Regions from separate parts of the Rattus norvegicus genome. Here region 1 is linked to region 2. The links are chromatin contacts, called in public Hi-C maps. All regions are on one chromosome and are shown on one strand. The core of a region is the stretch at or near the end of the contact, and the rest is flanking DNA. Distances in the headings are between cores, read along the strand shown. Region 1 has its middle 31 kb from the start of Rpl15l3. Region 2 has its middle 190 kb from the start of Rpl15l3.

Region 1 (3,732 bases), core at 541-3,040, 220 kb after region 2:
ACGGCTTTCTATGTGTACATGTGTGCTTGTCCGTGCCTGTGTGTGAGTGTGGGTGTGGGTGTGTGTTTGCCCCCTCACCTATTGGTCCTTGCACTCAACCTTGAGAAGTGTCTTTGTTGTTGAAAGCTGTGTATATCAGGCTGGCTGGCCTGTGAGCTTCTGGGGGTTCTCCTGTTTCTGTTTCTGACACAGATAATGGTCACTGAATATCCAGCTTCTCATGGGGCTGCAAACTCGGTTCCTCATAAAACAATCTCTTCCATCCAGTATTTTTTGTTTCTTTTTTTGTTTGTTTGTTTTATTTACACTGCAAATGTTGCCCCTCTTCCTGGTTCCCCCTCCAAGAGTTCTTCACCCCATCCCCCATTGCCTCTGACGGCGATCTGCCACCCAACCACCCCTTAAACCCCCCTCTACCCCTCCACCCCCACCTACCCCTACTTCACCATCCTTCCTTGTATCCCCCCTCCCAGAAACATCAAATCTTTACAGGATTGGGTGTATCCTCTCCCACTGAGGCCAGACAAGGCCCGTGCATGCTCCTTGGTTTGTGGCTTAGTCTCTGGGAATTCTGAGGGGTCCAGGTTAGTTGATACTACTGTTCTTCCTATGGGGTTGTGATCCCCTTCAACTCTGCCAATCCTTCCCCAACTCTTCCATAGGGGTCCCTAACCTCAGTACAATGATTGGCTGTAAGGATCTGCTGCTGATAGAGTCTCTCAGAGGACAGCCATGCTAAGCTCCTGTCTGCCAGCACATGGCATCAGTAGTAGTGTCAGGGTTTGGTGCCTGACCATAGAATGGATCCCAAGTTGGATGGGTCACTGGTTGGCCTTTCCTTCTACCTCTGCTCCATTTTTGTTCCTGCATTCCTTTTAGGAAGGAACAATTCTGGGCCCAAAATTTTGAAGGTAGGTTGGTGACCCCATCCTTCCGCTGGGCGCCCTATCTATCTATTGGAGGTGGTCTCTTCAGTTTCTATCTCCCCACTGTTGGGCATTTTGGCTAAGGCAGTCTTAATTGAGTCCTGAGAGCCTCTCATACCCCAGGTCTCTGGGACTTTCTAAAGCCCCGCCTCACCCCCTACCTCTCATCCCCCACAACTGCATATTTCCGGGTAGGGCCCTTCCCCTTCATTTTACCATGGTTGTTTTGCTCCAACCCCACCCTCCATTCCCCCCCACCCGGTCCCCAGACACGGGGTGGCAATCCTTTAACTCTGAGAGCACCTTAAAGGTGCACGCCACCGCTGCCCAGCCGGGTTTCTTGTTTTCTAAATACTTCTAAAAAAAACCCAAAAAGCCCCCAAAAAACTCAGGGGTCTACTGTGCATCAGGAGCTGGGCAGGGTGCCCGTAGGTGACGATAGCTTGTGGGGCAGGTTGCCCCTTCCCAGTCCAGGGTAGTGTTGAACATCCCAGAGCATACCGGCCAGTTTCCCAAAGCACTACCAGCTCCCTCCCAGAAGTCAGCAGTGCTGAGGCCGACAACCATTCCTGGCTTTACAGAGGGCTTGTTTACAGAACTAAAAGAGAATTCATGGCTGAGGCCTGGCTAATGGTCAGCTTGCAAGGCTTCACTTTGTTTTCTCTCCGGTAAGTTAACTGAGAGAAAACAGCATTTATGACTCAGAGGGCTGTGGGAAGAGGGAAGAAAATGACTGTGGTTAGTGACACAAACAATCATAAATGGCTTTGCCTGTCTTGTTTCTTTTTCAGAGTCAGAGAGAGACTGGACTGGCCAGTAATTATCATTAAACGGCTGTTTCATCCCGGTCTCAATCAGAGCTATTCATTCGGGTCATTCAGAGAGCCTTGGGCTGCAGGCATGTTAAGTCGGGGTCAGAGCCAGTGTGAATGGAAAAGGCCAGCCTTTTCACTCTGCATGTGTTAATGACCTGGGCTGAACATCAATGGCAAGTTTCCATGAAAAAGCCATCTGAGAATCTAACCTAGAAATAAATGGTTCTATGTAGAGCCGGCTGCCTTGTTTTTAATATTCGGTATTCAATGGGACTGCAGTTGTAAACAGCTCTCCATCCTCATTTCTCCACGAAGTTAATTTGCACTCTGCCAGCACTGCAGGCTTTTTGCATATGTTCAGGACAAGCTGCTATGTGCAGGACTGGAATGAATAATGTTTAGTAAAATCAATAAACCCTATTATTAGTCACTAAGGGGACTGATTTTATGTCTATAAAAGTAAAACAATTAGAAGCATATTAATGGCAGATTCATCATAGTAATATAATGGAGTCAAGTATGCTTGTCTTTGGGGAATCTTTAATTTACCATTCGGTGCTGAACATGGATTCAGCCAGAGAAATGGTATACACTATGTTAATGAGCTCTGGCCTTCGGTGATTCATGACCTGGGTAGAGACAGCAATCATAACCGTAAGGGGGACAAAGAAAACTTCATTCTGGGATCACTGTAAACCAGTCACGAATAAGCAAAAAGCCTGGGGCAGAGGAAGGCCAGTCAAATAGCCTTGTGGTTTTGGTCATGTATCTCTCCATATTTATCAGCATTTGCATGCATCTCTCCGTATTTATCAGCACACCCAATTCACTGCAGACGGAGAGTTAAGTATAGTCTAATGTGTCTACTCATAAGCTGTCTATTCAGCCACCTAAGTAGGAGTGATCAGAAGCCCGATAGGTGATAAGTGTACGGTCAGGATTTTACAACTGGAAGAGAAGACTGGCTTCCTGTGTATGATTTGAAAACTGTTGGAAAGTCTTCAGGGATCCCTCATGGTGCTCAGCCCTCAGCAGGAGGATGCTGCTTTAGCTGGAAGACAAAGCTGACCTGCATTTCGAGCTAGTGTTTTGGCAGTTACAAGGTTGGTCAGGAACTGGAGTCTCAGGAAATCCACCAACAGACAGGCTAGAAAGCACTGTTTGAACAGAGGAAACACAAGTGCTCTTAACTCTAGAAGACGGCACCAAGTCTTTAAGGAATGAAAAAGGATTTTTTTTTTTTTTTTTTTTTTTTTGGCGGAGCTTGAAACACACAAAAACTGCAACTGAAAGTCAAAGGAAAAACCATCTGAGAATGAAGCCAAGGGTCGCTCCTGAGCACGGACTAGACTTGGGAGCAAGTGGTTTTGCCAAAGCAGAGGGAGCATTGCTCTGCAGGGCCAAAATTTGTGAAGCAGTAGTAGGCAGGCTAAACAAAGGTACCTGAACAAGTTCTGCCCGCCAGAGCACGTCTTAGTGAGCTGGTGGAACTGCCTTGGTGATTGGAGGAAAGTCAGAGACTAGAGAATGGAATGAGATTGGAAGCCGAGCCAGCTCAAGGCTGTGTCGTGTAGCTCAGTGACATTTGCCAGGTGGGGGTTTGAGCCCCAGCACCACAAAGAAAAATTTAACCAACTCAAAGTAAATCCCCAGTGGAGGAATTCTGCATGAGTTTTTCCATCTCACTGTGGTGCTTCTCCCCTCAAAAATTCTCATGATCCCCCTTCTCAGTAATTTAGTGACATTTTCCCAGATCTAGTAGCCTTATAAACTCCCAGGCCTCCTCAACGAGTCCCCACTCTTCCTATCAAACAGTCTCCTCTGCGAATGAACTTTATTGTATGTTTGCACCCTCTACTAGGAGACTAGCGATCCACGAGTAAGGGAATTTGGTCTGTTTTGTTCGTTGCGATATATCCCAGCTTAGGATAGTGTGGGTGGCTCAATAGGTGGAAAGAAGAGCCGAGAAAAGGTAAAATTAGATATGAAAT
Region 2 (3,439 bases), core at 79-2,578:
TTTGAGTTGAAGGTCTGCATGTGTGGTTGCTGCCTGGTTGACCTTGGGTCACTACTGATCTGTGCTCACAAGCTCACTGACTTTTACATATGCAAATCCACTTTGATTATTCTGATCCAGGCAACAATACCTGTGGCTGTCACCCAAAGTTACCATGGAGATTAGCAGATGTTGGCACTTTACAGAGGACTTTCCTGAACCAGGAGTTTGTCACAGATAAGAAAAAAAAATCTGAATAGAACACTAGTTGAAATGACCTCATAAGTCTCTAATGCCATACACATGTTGGAAAAAAATGGTGGCAGGGCAAAAGCAGTCACCAGCTGTGCACGGCAAGAGAGGTGGGGGCAAAGCCACTGACACCACCTCAGGACTCTCTGTCTTCAATGAGACGTTCTGGTTTGTCTATTGAGTCACCACCTAGAGCTTAATGGGAAAATATCCATTGTCCAAAAGGGTGGTAGAAAAGAGGAAATGACATATATTCCCATGTACCCCCACCACCCTGGAAACTACTCAGCATATTTTGATGGAACCAGAAAATGTGCCAAAGGGAAAGATGGGATTTAAGAGAATTTTTAGAGAAGAACTAAACAGTACCTAAAGTCCTGAGCCAAGTTCCCCAGCGGGGCAGCCATGGGGGTAGGTCACTTCTCCATGGTTATGGTCATCTGGTTTTTTTGTTTTGTTTTGTTTTTTGTTTTTACCAACAATTTTGTATCAAAACTGTAAGCTTCAAATAACTCATTACTGCCTTCATAACCCGCACAGCTTACCTAATCCTCTTTTACTGAAGTTATGCAAAATACACTTACTCCATAAATGTGTTGAGCATTGTAGAGGTCACAAGCAGGCCTTTGCTCTCTATTTAAAGAACTGCCAAAATAAATACAAGAAAATTTAAAGGGAATTCAGCTGTGAATTGGAGTAACTGTATTTTGAGAAACAGTAAGTATGAAAGTTACCTAAGACTGTGATTCTGTCTACAGAAGTGGCTTGAAGGCTATACTCATGCTTGTGTGTTTGGGAACAGAAATGAGAACAGGATTTTCATGTGTTTAAGCCACAGAAGTCTGGGTCCGGATCAGAGGATTTCCAGAAACCTTCCTTTGAATGTTCTAGCTTTCTTTATCCTCCATGGGGACAATGTGTGTGTTTCAACGCTATTCATGGCAGTACAAACTCAGTGCTGGTGTGAATACTTAAGCAAAATCTCCCCAGAGAATTAAAGAGCATTATTTCTAATCCCTATTGGGCACCTCATGCCGACATCAACTAGCCAGAACTTGATGATGGAATGAAGTTCTTAATAGACTTTTCGTCAACAAAAGAAGTTATTTTCTCTGTGGAATTCTGTGAATGAGTCAGTCAGAGTTACCCTCTGAGTTCTGGTATGGCTACCACAATGACTAACAATGAGGTGATGTACTTTTAAGAGAAATAGTAGAATTTTCATAATTTCTCAGCCAAGTCTCTGAAATGTATTATTGGATTGCTCAGTTAAACATTCAGTTGTCTTCACTTAAAAGGGGTGAAGGCACTGGATTTACTGCTGTCAGAAGGAGATTTTCCTCAGTAAAATGTCAGGATTTAATTCCATGTAGGCCAACGGGCTGTCATTTTTATGACTTGGGGCTAAAAATGTTTTTTAGCAGCAGAATGTCCAAGGGAGCTGGCGGTGCCTACGTCACCTGTGTCTCTGCGTGTCTCCAACTGCACGAGAGACCAAAGTTGCTAATTTGCTGCTGACCACATAGAATAAGTTCCGCACTACACGTTAGTGACAAAATAGTGCATTTTCCAACTTAGAGAGTATAGACGTGAACATCTTATTTAGCGTTAGAAGAAAGACTTGAGTCCAGGTTGAGATGACTTATCTTAACAGGGTATGGCACCCATTGGTACAATTAAAATGATACCAAAAATCAATCTACTGAACAGTTAATATGAAGATCTTCCAATTCCAGCATCAGTCTCAATTATTGGTGTGGGTGATGTGAGTCATGGTGAGCTTCAACTATTTTATAAGATCCAGACGCTTTTCAAATTAATAAATGCCCACCTTCAGATTTTATCATAGGGAGTACTTGGAAAATTCGTGACTATTCCACAAACAATATGATTCATCTGTCCTTTTGTTGACAGAGTGTAGTTATACCTAAAAAAGCCACAGTAGGCCAGTGAGATGGCTCAGCGGGTAAAGTCAGCTGCCACCAAGCCTGACAACTTGAGTCCTATCAAAGCCCATATGGTAGAAGAAGAGAACTGATTCCTACAAGCTCTCCTCAGACCTCCATATGTGCACAGAGGTACAAGTATGCATGTGCACACAACCCCTCACTAACCACCCAACTAAAGAAAGAAAGAAAGAAAGAATAAATAAATAAATAAATAAATACATGTATTTTTAAAAGATCAAATAAAAAATTGTGTCACTAGGTTTTAAACTTTCTTCTCTAGAATTTTCTTGCTAAGGAATTCTAAAATCAGGAGGGTAGAAATCTCTTGTCCCTACTTACGTCAGCTGTTTGTCTGCCATCTTTCCTAAGAAGCATGAGTATGTAAGAGTGAACCAGGAGGCACTGACAACATATTATTTTCGCCCCGGATTGATTTGGTTCTTCATCTTTATGTACTAAAAGAAACATGACAGGGAAACAAATGTCCTTGTATTGTTTACATTTGAGGTTTAGAGAAAGAGCAACCGGCAGATTTTCTGTAGGATCCATCTATCTGTCACTGTGTTTTATTAAATGCAGCTGCAGCTGAATCAAAAGGAGGAGAAAAAGGGAAGGAGTAAAGTGGCAAAGATTGCTATAAAAATAGCAAGGGGGAGCGAATTCTCTGGAGTGTGAGAATGGGCCAAAGACAGCTGTGAGCAATATCCCTCTGTGTTTATGAAGCGTGAGCCGGCTCTGTTGCCACATATGAAAGAAATTATGAGCACTAAGCATATTTTGTGTTTTGGCATTGTTTTCAAATAGAATTCTCTGAGATTATGAGACACAAGCCACACAGTGAACAATAAGATCCAAGCTACGTCATGATTAGGTCATCACCACCGTCCCCTAGCCTCATATATACAAAGCTTAGCCCCCATCAGCTCCTCTTGTCCACAAATGAAAGCCCAAACCCAGATGATGATTTAATAATCCCAGTCATCTGGGATCTCTTTTGGCTATAACCTAATCCTTTTGGTCTCTCTCTGACCCCCAAGGAAACTGACTCTTCCATAAGCAGTTTCCTAGTCTTCTTGTCAGGGTGCTAACATAACATTGTGAGTTCTGGCCGCCTGGCTTTTAATTACCAATGCCCCTTACCATCTGGGCAATGCTATTGTTACTGTGACATTGATTATATCTTACTTTGAGAAGCTATAGCCAAAAATTGGATCCGAGATATAAAAATTAGTTAGACGGGACTAAAATATTTGTAATCC

Evidence for each region. Hi-C and Micro-C count contacts between places; a contact is called where the count stands out from the background.
Region 1: a contact with region 2 is called in a Hi-C map of the A7r5 cell line, with 1.7 times the contacts expected there. The contact joins two enhancer-like sites. A contact is called at or near these places in 3 of 12 Hi-C or Micro-C datasets (the A7r5 cell line, the Rat2 cell line and mammary epithelial cells).

The regions. Positions count from the first base shown.
Region 1 is chr18:50,498,616-50,502,347 of GRCr8, forward strand. No RefSeq gene overlaps it. Among named protein-coding and RNA genes, the nearest start is that of Rpl15l3, 31 kb to the left of the region's middle. Within about 2 kb of position 1,791, at least 55 of the 93 cell types and tissues checked have an H3K27ac peak or open chromatin away from gene starts, as enhancers often do. A contact at or near this core is called in the A7r5 cell line, where this site is marked.
Region 2 is chr18:50,276,028-50,279,466 of GRCr8, forward strand. No RefSeq gene overlaps it. Among named protein-coding and RNA genes, the nearest start is that of Rpl15l3, 190 kb to the right of the region's middle. Within about 2 kb of position 1,329, at least 20 of the 93 cell types and tissues checked have an H3K27ac peak or open chromatin away from gene starts, as enhancers often do. A contact at or near this core is called in the A7r5 cell line, where this site is marked.